Regions from separate parts of the Mus musculus genome. Here region 1 is linked to region 2. Evidence: chromatin contacts called from public ChIA-PET data. All regions are on one chromosome and are shown on one strand. Each heading gives the region's core, a stretch centred on a gene start, on an enhancer-like site or on the middle of the called end of the contact. The rest is flanking DNA. Distances are from core to core; before and after follow the strand shown.

What was found. ChIA-PET counts read pairs in DNA pulled down with a chosen protein or histone mark.
Region 1: an RNA polymerase II ChIA-PET map of memory CD8 T cells shows a contact between it and region 2, with 7 read pairs. The contact joins the promoter of Pitpna here to the enhancer-like site in region 2. A contact is called at or near these places in 1 of 39 promoter capture datasets (hippocampal neurons), 1 of 484 Hi-C or Micro-C datasets (embryonic stem cells) and 2 of 115 datasets of contacts at active chromatin or transcription factors (embryonic basal ganglia and memory CD8 T cells).

The regions. Positions count from the first base shown.
Region 1 is chr11:75,586,611-75,591,237 of GRCm38.p6, forward strand. It overlaps Pitpna (phosphatidylinositol transfer protein, alpha), which reads left to right and starts at 1,469. Exons shown (of 12, transcript NM_008850.2): 1 at 1,469-1,742. The coding sequence starts at 1,723. 4931413K12Rik (RIKEN cDNA 4931413K12 gene) reads right to left here. Exons shown (of 2, transcript NR_166698.1): 2 at 3,414-4,098.
Region 2 is chr11:74,957,245-74,961,840 of GRCm38.p6, forward strand. The region is part of intron 8 of Smg6 (Smg-6 homolog, nonsense mediated mRNA decay factor (C. elegans)); the gene reads left to right. Among named protein-coding and RNA genes, the nearest start is that of Srr, 34 kb to the left of the region's middle. Within about 2 kb of position 2,912, at least 73 of the 459 cell types and tissues checked have an H3K27ac peak or open chromatin away from gene starts, as enhancers often do. A contact at or near this core is called in memory CD8 T cells, where this site is marked.

The DNA of each region.
Region 1 (4,627 bases), core at 219-2,718, 630 kb after region 2:
GAGGGCTCAGTTCACCCTGGCAGGTACAGTGCCTGGCCAGGTGGTCCTGGGTTGTACAAGAAAGCAGGTTGAGCAAGCCAGTTCAGCAGCTTTCCTCCGTAGCCTCTGCTTCAGTTCCTGCCTTCGGGTTCCTGTAATGTTTTTCCTTGCTAATGGACTCTAGTCTCAAAGTCGTAATAAACCCTTTTCTCCCCAAGTTACCTTTGGTCATGGTCTTTATCACAGCAACAGAAAACCACACTAGGACAAGTCCCTGAATGCAGCCTGTTCCTGACTCCGGCCCTTACGTGTGTCCTTTCTGCTGTGCATGGTCTTCCCCAGCATCTTGTGGATCTCTGGGATGCCGTCCCTCAAGGGACTCCTCACATACACCAGGTGCTGTCCAGTGTGATCCCATCAAACACAACTTCCACCTCCCACCCGTACCCCAAAGCCTGCTGCCAAGCTACCGTTTTCTTCTCTTTCTGGGATTCTGGGATTGAACCTAGGGCCTCCTGCATACGAGGCAAGTGCTCTGACGAGCCACATCCCAACCCTCTCTTCAGCTTTTATGAGACAGCAACTTACTAAGTTTTTCAGGCAGGCTTTGAACGTTCCATCCTTCTGCCTCAGCTCCCAGACAGCTAGGAATTCCCAGACAGCTAGCCTGTACCACTAGCTCTGGCAGCCCCTTTCCTTCCAAGTGCCTGCTACCCCAGCCATCACCTGCCTCCCCTCCATTTGATTACCAGCTCCCTAGGGGCAAGATAGTGCCAGCCTTCTTCTCTCTATTCAGGATATCACAGGCTCTGGTACACAGCAGCCCCACAGCCAATGGTTAGTGGGTGGATGAGAAGACACTAAGATTTTATGTTAGAATCTCAGCTCTACCCAGCACTCAGGAGCCAGAGGCAGGTGGATCTTTGTGAGTTCGAGGCCAACCTGGTCTACAGCGCAAGTTCCAGGACAGCCAGAGCTATATAGTGAGTTCCTGTCTGAAAAAAAGAAAAAAAAAAAATCAAATCTCAGCTACATCATGAAAACACTGTGATGAGCAAATCTAACTTATGCAGCCTTCTTGCCTGTAAACGAGGGCAGTAACAGTATCTTTCTGGTGGAGATGTGGAGTCACGTATTTAGAGGAAGTATATACACACTTGTTTGGTTTTGGTTTCTTGGTGAATCCAAATTAGGCAAGTGCTTCGTGGTTGAACTAAATCTCAAACTCCCTCATTTTATTTTTGACATGCTTGGCTCTCAGTACACCCACCAGCGAAGTCCAAGCATATAGGCACAGTAGCTCCTGATGCAGAAGAGTATTCATACCAAACATGTCTCTTTACCTCTTGACTACCAAACCAGACCTGGGCCCAGATGCTGACACGGACCCGGAGCCACGGCCCATTTAAGGGTGGAGGGGTGGACCCGGGAAGGCCCCGCCCCGCGTGAGGTCAACGCGCACTGCTGCGTCTGACGCTTTGGTTGCCGCAGAGACGCCCCGCCCCCGCGTGGCGCTGCGGAACCGGAGCTCCGGGCGGCGTCGGCAGAGGCGCGGGAGGTGGTGAGGCCAGGGCAGGGCGACAGGAGCCCGCGCGGCGACCGCAGCGAGAGCAGCGGGGACAGAGCAGACCACGACGAAGGCGCACAGGCAGCGGGGCCGGGCCGGGCCACCGGGAGAGCGGCCACCGGGTAGCGGGCGGGAGGCCGGGCTGGCAGCTGGCAGCCGCCGAGCCGCGAAGCGACATGGTGCTGCTCAAGGAGTAGTGAGTGTCGGGTCGGCTGTGCGGAAGCGAGGCGGAAGGGAGGGTCGGGATGACGGCGGCGAAGGCAGATCGCCTGCCGGGGGATGGAGAACACCGGATGGGGCTGTTGGGCCGCTTAGCAGGGGCGGAGAGGACAGCGGGGGCTGGACGGGGCCTGAGGTGGGGCCGGAGGGGCCCGAAGGGGCCAGAGGGTGACAGACAGCACCTGAGGTGGGATCGAATAGGTCGGAGAGGAGGCTGAGAACCGGTGCGGGCCGGTCAGGGCCTGAGGAGGGGTCAAGGGGATAGGGAGATCCAGAGGAGACATTAGGAGGGGCATGGGGAATGGAGAGCGCTGGATGTGGTGTGGCCCTATGGTGGACGCTGTGGGATGAAGGAGCAGGCAGAACTGCCTGAAGGACCGAGGAGTTGTGTAAGGGACCAAGGAGCAGTGGGACAAGGGCAGGCAGCGCCGGTGAGTTGACTGACGCTGGGGAGGGGTTTGAGGCTGAGCTGTACCAAGGGGCAGGGAAGATCAGATAAGGTAGCTCTTGGAATGGAGTTGAGGTGGTGGGGAGGGGTGTTGAGGCGGAACCTGGGGCATGGACAGTGGCTGCCTGAGGCAGCAGAGGAAAAGGGATTGTAATAATTGGTTGCAGAAAAAAGGACTTCAGTCAAAGCCACGCTTGGGTGATGGGATGGGCAAAAGAGTATAGGGGACTGGATGACAGGGTGGGGATGGCATGGTACCCAAGTAGGTGCAGAAGAGGAGGCTTTTGCAAGAAGTTCAGCATGCCTGCTTAGGACTTGGCAACACTTGAATGAAGAGTCTAGAAAATACTGGGCAGGTTCTAAAGTGATGTGAAGGAGTGTGGGTAAGAGAGAAGGGCATTAAGTTAGCAGGGCCCAGGACCGTCCAGGAAGATGATTAAGAATGAATGTGCCTGCTAATGGAAGTGGTGGGGACCAAGACAAGGCTATCCAAGCCTACAGGATGCTGGATGGTGCTGTTTGGAGGAATTGAGGTCCCATAAATGTTTTGGGGGGTGTGGAGCTGTTGATATGGGGGATGGGCAGGGCTTGCAAGGAGATAGATGTTTGTTTGCTCCTGGCTGTCGGGGTGGAGCGGAGGGTGTATTTTGATTGACAGTATGACCTACTCCTGAGGATCATGGTTCTGAGTGGACATCCCAGGGCTTTCTGCTCTCCTCCAGGAGAAATTGGATGTGTGCATAGCCTTTATGGTGTCGATAAGCTTTCCTAGAGGGATGGGCAAGTGGGGCAGCATTGGGCCCTAAGCTACCCAAGTTCAGAAATGGGATATGTCCAAGTAGAGAGAAACTTGGGAAACTCTTATGGCCAAGTGTGCAGAGGGCACTTTGTCTCTCCCCCCCAGGGTTTTCTCCTTGGAGGTGATGAGATGTTGAAGACACAGTGTAGTTTGAATGGCACACAGAAGAGAGCCCGGTGTCATCCTACCTTGACTCTCGAGAACATTTGGAGGCCCCAGTCTTGAGAGCAGCTAATCCAGCCAGAGCCCAGAGCTTCCTGTGGTGAAGAGCAAGAACGCTTGGGTGCCAGTGTTCTCCAAGGAGAACATGGTGCGCTCTGCATTTTAACCCATAGTCTCCAAACGAACGAACGAGTTCTTCTCACTTTTCAGATTAAAAAAAATCTCACTTGAATCCTACAGTCTGTAGAAATGTGTAGTTTTGTAAAGGTCAAACTGGGGAAAGAAAGGCCTTTTGAGGAGACAAGTGAGCCTGGGAGGCAGGTGCTCCTTTCTCATTCTTTGTTCTCCTCACTTGAAGCCTGTCAGGGAAAGGACCAAGGGTGCTGGCAATACGGAACCTGCCGGGCATCTGTGTTTCTGTGTGACGGACAGGGTTCCCTGTGTGTGCATCCCTGGGCAGGAGGGGGCATCCAGATACTTGGCTGTGGGTTGCAGCACTGCAGCCCTGAGACGGACACACGTGAAGGTCATGTCATGGTGAGCATGGCACCAGTCTTGGCCCAGCTGGGCCTCTGCCCTATCCTTTCCCATTGTCCCCCGTGGCTGCTGAGGTGGTTCTGTTCCGAGGGAGCAAGGGAGAAATGTCTGGGTGTGCAGGTGGAAGCAGGCTCAGAGCATCCTTGAAGGCGCTGGACTGTAACTAGTCTGTTCTAAGGGACGGCTTGGACCTCAAGGTTGTCCCTGTTTCTTTTTCTGACACTTCCTCCAACAGGATTTTCCCGGATTTGAGTTCTGCAAATTCTTCGATGTGATTTTTGCTGTGTTCTTGAAGATAAAAGGCGTATTGTTTTCTAGGAAGTTTCTTCTGAGGGTGCAGAAATTCTGCCCTCTAAGTTGGAAGTACTTCTATGTACCGTTGCTTTCCTGTAATGGGAGGATTTACGTTATTTGAGTCTTTCTGGAGGAAGGGAAATTAGCAGGCAGTAAAGACTTGAAGCCCGATTTATTTATTTATTTATTTATTTTCCTGCTGCCTTTTCTGCTTGATGCCTGGCATTTGCTGTGATGTTTCCTCAGGTCTCCCTATGTGTTTTCTTGCTGCCTGGGAGAACTTTGTGGGACTAGGGACCAGCAAGCTGTTATGCAGCCTGGAGCAAAAAGGCATGCTTGAACCTCTGCATAGGAAGGATGCTATATATACTCATGCCTTCCTAAGCAAGCATACAGGGTGCAGAGGGCAGGTTCCAGCAAGACTCTGAGAACCGGGAATCTTCGCTTTGCCTCTTGCTTATTTATTTTTTTATTTTATTTCTTTATTTTGACCCAGGGTCTCTCTGTGTAACCCTGGCTGACCTGGAACTCACTTTGTAGACCAGATTGGCCTTAGATCTGCCTGCCTCTGCCTCCTGAGTTCTGGGATTAAAGGTGTGCCCCCACTGCCTGTCTCCACTTT
Region 2 (4,596 bases), core at 1,662-4,161:
AAGCTCTTTTAACTTTGAACCAAATCTCCAGTCCCCCATGCCTAAATGTTAACAGTCTGATTGGGAAACTGGTATTCCCATTTCCTTAGATTGGCCCAGTTATCACTTTTTTCCAGCTTTATCAAGCAGAAGTATAAAGTGCCACAGTTAATGTTCCGGGGGAAGAGCATCCTTCCTGTCATGGAAGAGAAACTTCTCCAGCCACACAATAGGAAAGCATAAGTCCAGGCAAGGTCAGCCATATAAGAGGTCAGTTGTCATAGAAGGTTATGTACTGTGATTCATAGCTGTAATCCAACTGTTTAGGAGGATTCTTCTTAGTGTGAGGTAAGCTGGAGTATGTACATAGCGTAAAATCTCACTCAACGTAAAATTAAAATGCTTGCCTTGCATATTGATAGAAAACAGTTGAGTTTTATTTGCCTATCTCATGAGGAAGCATCTTGAACTAACATAGTATTATAATTAGTATGACATGGATTAATTTGAGGCCTGTTCTGCATGACTCTGGCTTTGGTTTGGAAGCTGGGTTCTAAGTGGAGAGGAGACCTCTTTAGACTCCTACAGAGTTCTGACCTCCATTTGTTTGCTTTTGATGCTTAGTCCAAACCAGTTGCGAGTCAGAGGCCTTGTCTCCTAACCATGTGCTTTATTGCTGAGCTGACCCAGCTGCCTTAATCTCTTAAAATATCTTAATCAAAATGTATGGCTTCTGTAGTACATAGACTAAAATTGGAGTGATGCTGAGATTAGCATGATGCCTGTGCAAATATACCAATTTCATGAATTTCATAATATAATTTTAATATTGTGGCTTTTAAGTCTTTCAGAATTTCATTCATGTGTGCAACATATTTTGACTATATTCTCCCTCTATTCTCTTTCTCCAAGTCCCAGGGTTCCTCCCAGGGTTCTCCCTTTATATCTCCCCCCAATTTCATGTCTTCTTTTTTTAATTTTATTGAGTCTAATTAGTACTACCCATAGGTGCATAGCTGTGAGCTATCTATTGGTGAATAGACCACCAGCCACAGTCCCAAAGAACTCTCCCAGTAGCCACAGTTCCATATTTATTAAAATAAGTAAGTAGGTAATATATTATATATACATATACAATTTTTAGTCACCTTCCTTTCTCCTCCTCTTGTTATCACTAAACTTGGGAGAGCTTTCTGTGAATAATTTCTTTCAAATCAAGTGTATCTCTCAAGAGCCTGGTTTTTTAGTAACTTTGATTAATTTTCTTTAGTATCTTACATGTCAAAGTCAGGTAATATAGAGGTTATTTAAGAGTCTGGGCTTTGAAAATCTCTGATTTTAAGTCCTAATTTTATTAGCTGTTATCTCTGAGGTCTGAGGCCCAGTCCATAACTGGCTGAACTTCAGCCTCCTCATCTGAAACATGGCAGTAATGATAATGTCACTTCCCAAGGTTTGAAAGTAATAGTTTTTGCTTGAAAATTTGCGGATCTGGCTTGGATGTTTTGTGCTTTTTAAAGAACCAGCCATAGTACAGAGTTCTGAATTTATTTTCTTTCTTTCTTTCTCTCTTTCTCTCTTTCTTTCTTTCTTTCTTTCTTTCTTTCTTTCTTTCTTTCTTTCTTTCTTTCTTTCTCTTTTTTGTTTTTTGAGACAGGGTTTCTCTGTGTAGCCCTGGCCGTCCTGGAACTCACTCTGTAGACCAGGCTGGCCTCGAACTCAGAAATCCTCTGCCTCCCAAATGCTGGGATTAAAGGTGTGGGCCACCATGCCTGGCTGAATTTTCTTGTTTTTAAATTTTTAAAAAATTATACAGATGACATTTTTTCTTCAGACCCATCATTTCTCTCACTTTTCAGTGTCCCTTGTACAGTTGTGTGCTAAACTGCTGCTGCCGCTGCTGCCACTGCCATAATGTTAAAGAAAGCTGCTGTGTGGGTGGCACACAGGCATTGCCCTCCCCCTCCCAGCCACCCAGGACAACTATAGGTCAGAGCCTTAGGTTTGAAGCCTGGTCATATGGTACATCAGGTCATATGGTACATTTTGGAGTGCATTCTAGTTGTTGGGCATAGATCATGGTAAATTAAGTTTGCAGTTTCAGAACTCCTGTCAGGATGAAGGAGCAGAACCAGTGTTTACCCTCATTTCCTCTGGACAGTGTAGAATGTTAGAGAAAAATTTCATCTCTGGGTTTGCTAGTAAGCAGATGTTTCATGTCTGATAACCCAGTTTCTTTGTTGCTCTGTAATTATGTGATCCTGGTAGAGAAAGACGAATTGTTGGTTTCCTGGGTGTAAGGATTGCATGTTTGGTTGGCTTTGGTCCTTTTGTTTGTTTTGTTTTATTTTCATCAGGGTTGCCGTGAGTTGATTTCATGTCAGTTCCCATTTCACTTTTCTAGTTTGTAGTGTGAACCTCATGTTCTACTCCTTCACCTCAGAATCAAGTTTTAAAGTTGCTTCATGAGTGGAGATTAGGCAATAAGCCTGCGAGAGTTCATGGCAGCCTCCTTCCTATAGGACAAGGCTGCAGGTTGGCTCTGCTTTTCATAGGCTCTAGGAACAGTTCAGCTAGACTGCTGTTAAAGTTATAAGCAGGATTGGAGGTTTTCAAAGGATATAAACTGCTTTGTGTGGAGCAGCTCCTAACAAATCAGGCCTAAAGGCAGCCTCCTAGACTGTTGGACTGTGGGGCTGAGGTCTTTGTTTCTGTGGTTGACTGCAGTGAAGTTTCTCAGAGCATACTGGCCCTACCTTCAGACCTGTGGCAGCCCTTATGACCTCGGTCACCAAACCACTTCAGGGCTTTATTTTTATCCTGGCCTTTGGTTTTAAGATAGGAGGTTGGTTTTTTTCCTCTAAAGTTCTCTGGGGAAGAAACAGTGCCAGGGTGCAGTAGAGGCTGGTTAAACACCAAAACCACACTCTTCGTGTTTCTGGGCTTGAGACGTGACATAAGCTGTGCCACAAACACCAGCTTCCACGCTATGAAGAAGCTTCCGTTCATTCGCTTGTTTTGTACTTTTAGACAAGTAAAATGGTGTAGGAGGCAAATGTGCCCCTTCCCAGACACCACTAGATAGAATGCTAAGAGGGGACATTTTAAAAATCCAGCATTTTCCAACTTTAGTTTTTTCATCTTCTCCAAGGGTAATGGTGAGAACTCTCACAACTTACTAGGTCTCAGGAAGCCAGATTACCAACATATCCTGTTCGCGTGCATGTGTGTGTTCTGTTACCCACAGGCCACTTTCCACCCCACATGACCTTCAGTTACCATCCGGAAAGTCGGACCCAGATACCAGTCAGAATTTCCAAGCTTTGGTTTAATTTAGACATTTTAGAAATAGTAATGACAGTAATTGTAAAGAGAAGTCACTTGAGTAACATACAGAACAAGTATAAACAATACATCCTGAAGGAGGAAGGAGTGAGGTGGTGCGCTTTTCCAGTAATGTGCTTAAAAGTTAGCATTCAGGCCGGGTGGTACGCACGCCTTTAATCCCAGCACTCGGGAGGCAGAGGCAGGCGGATTTCTAAGTTCGAGGCCAGCCTGGTCTACAGAGTGAGTTCCAGGACAGCCAGGGCTACATAGAGAAACCCTGTCTCGAAAACCAAAAAAAAAAAAAAAAAGAATAAAAGAAAAAAAAAGCATTCAGAAGAAAACATGAAGCAGCTAAAATGTTCAGAGGAAGAGAAAGTAATCAGAGAACAATTTGGTTACAAATCAAACACATTTTTAAATTTTGGGGTCTTAATTTAAATTACTTTTTTATTTTTCCATTTCGTGTGTGTGTGTGCTCGCGTGCCTATGGAGGTCCAAGAACATCTTCTGGGAGTTGGTCTCTCTTTTTGTCACGTGGGTCCCAGGGATTGAACTCAGGTTGTCAGGCTTAGGGCAAGCCTTTGTCTGCTAACCTGTCTTCCCAGCCCCAATTCTTAGGTATTTAAACTTTTGTTATTTAAAAAGTATTTTTAGAGATTTAAAAAAATTATTTGTAGTTGTGCATATATGGGTATGGATATATATATATATATATATATATATATGTATATATATACATATATGTACACACACACACACACACACACACACACACACACACACGATGAGTCCAGATGCTGGCGAGGCCAAGAGGTATCAACGATCCTGGAACTGGAGGTGTAGGAAGTTATTAACTGCCAAATATGGGTGCTGGGAACCAAATTTGGGTCTTAACATCTGAGCCATTTCTCTAGTCCCATTAAATATTTTTAAATGAATTTTATGTGTATGGGCATTTTGTTTGAATGGCCAGAATAGGGCATCAGAGTGTCTGGAACTGGAATTACACACTCGTGTGAGCCACCAAGTGGATGATAGGATCTAAACCTAGGTTGTCAATAGCCAGTAGTCTTAAGTGTGAAACCAGTTATTATATATATTATTGACAGATCATGGTCACACATGCCTTTAATTTTGCCAATACAGAGGCAGAAGCAGGCAGATCTTTATGAGTTCAAGGCCAGCCTGGTCTTTGTATCAAGTTCCAGGCCATCCAAGTATACACGATGAGACCCTGTTTCAACAAAGAAATACACATTATATTATGTATATTATTTTATCGAAGTTGTT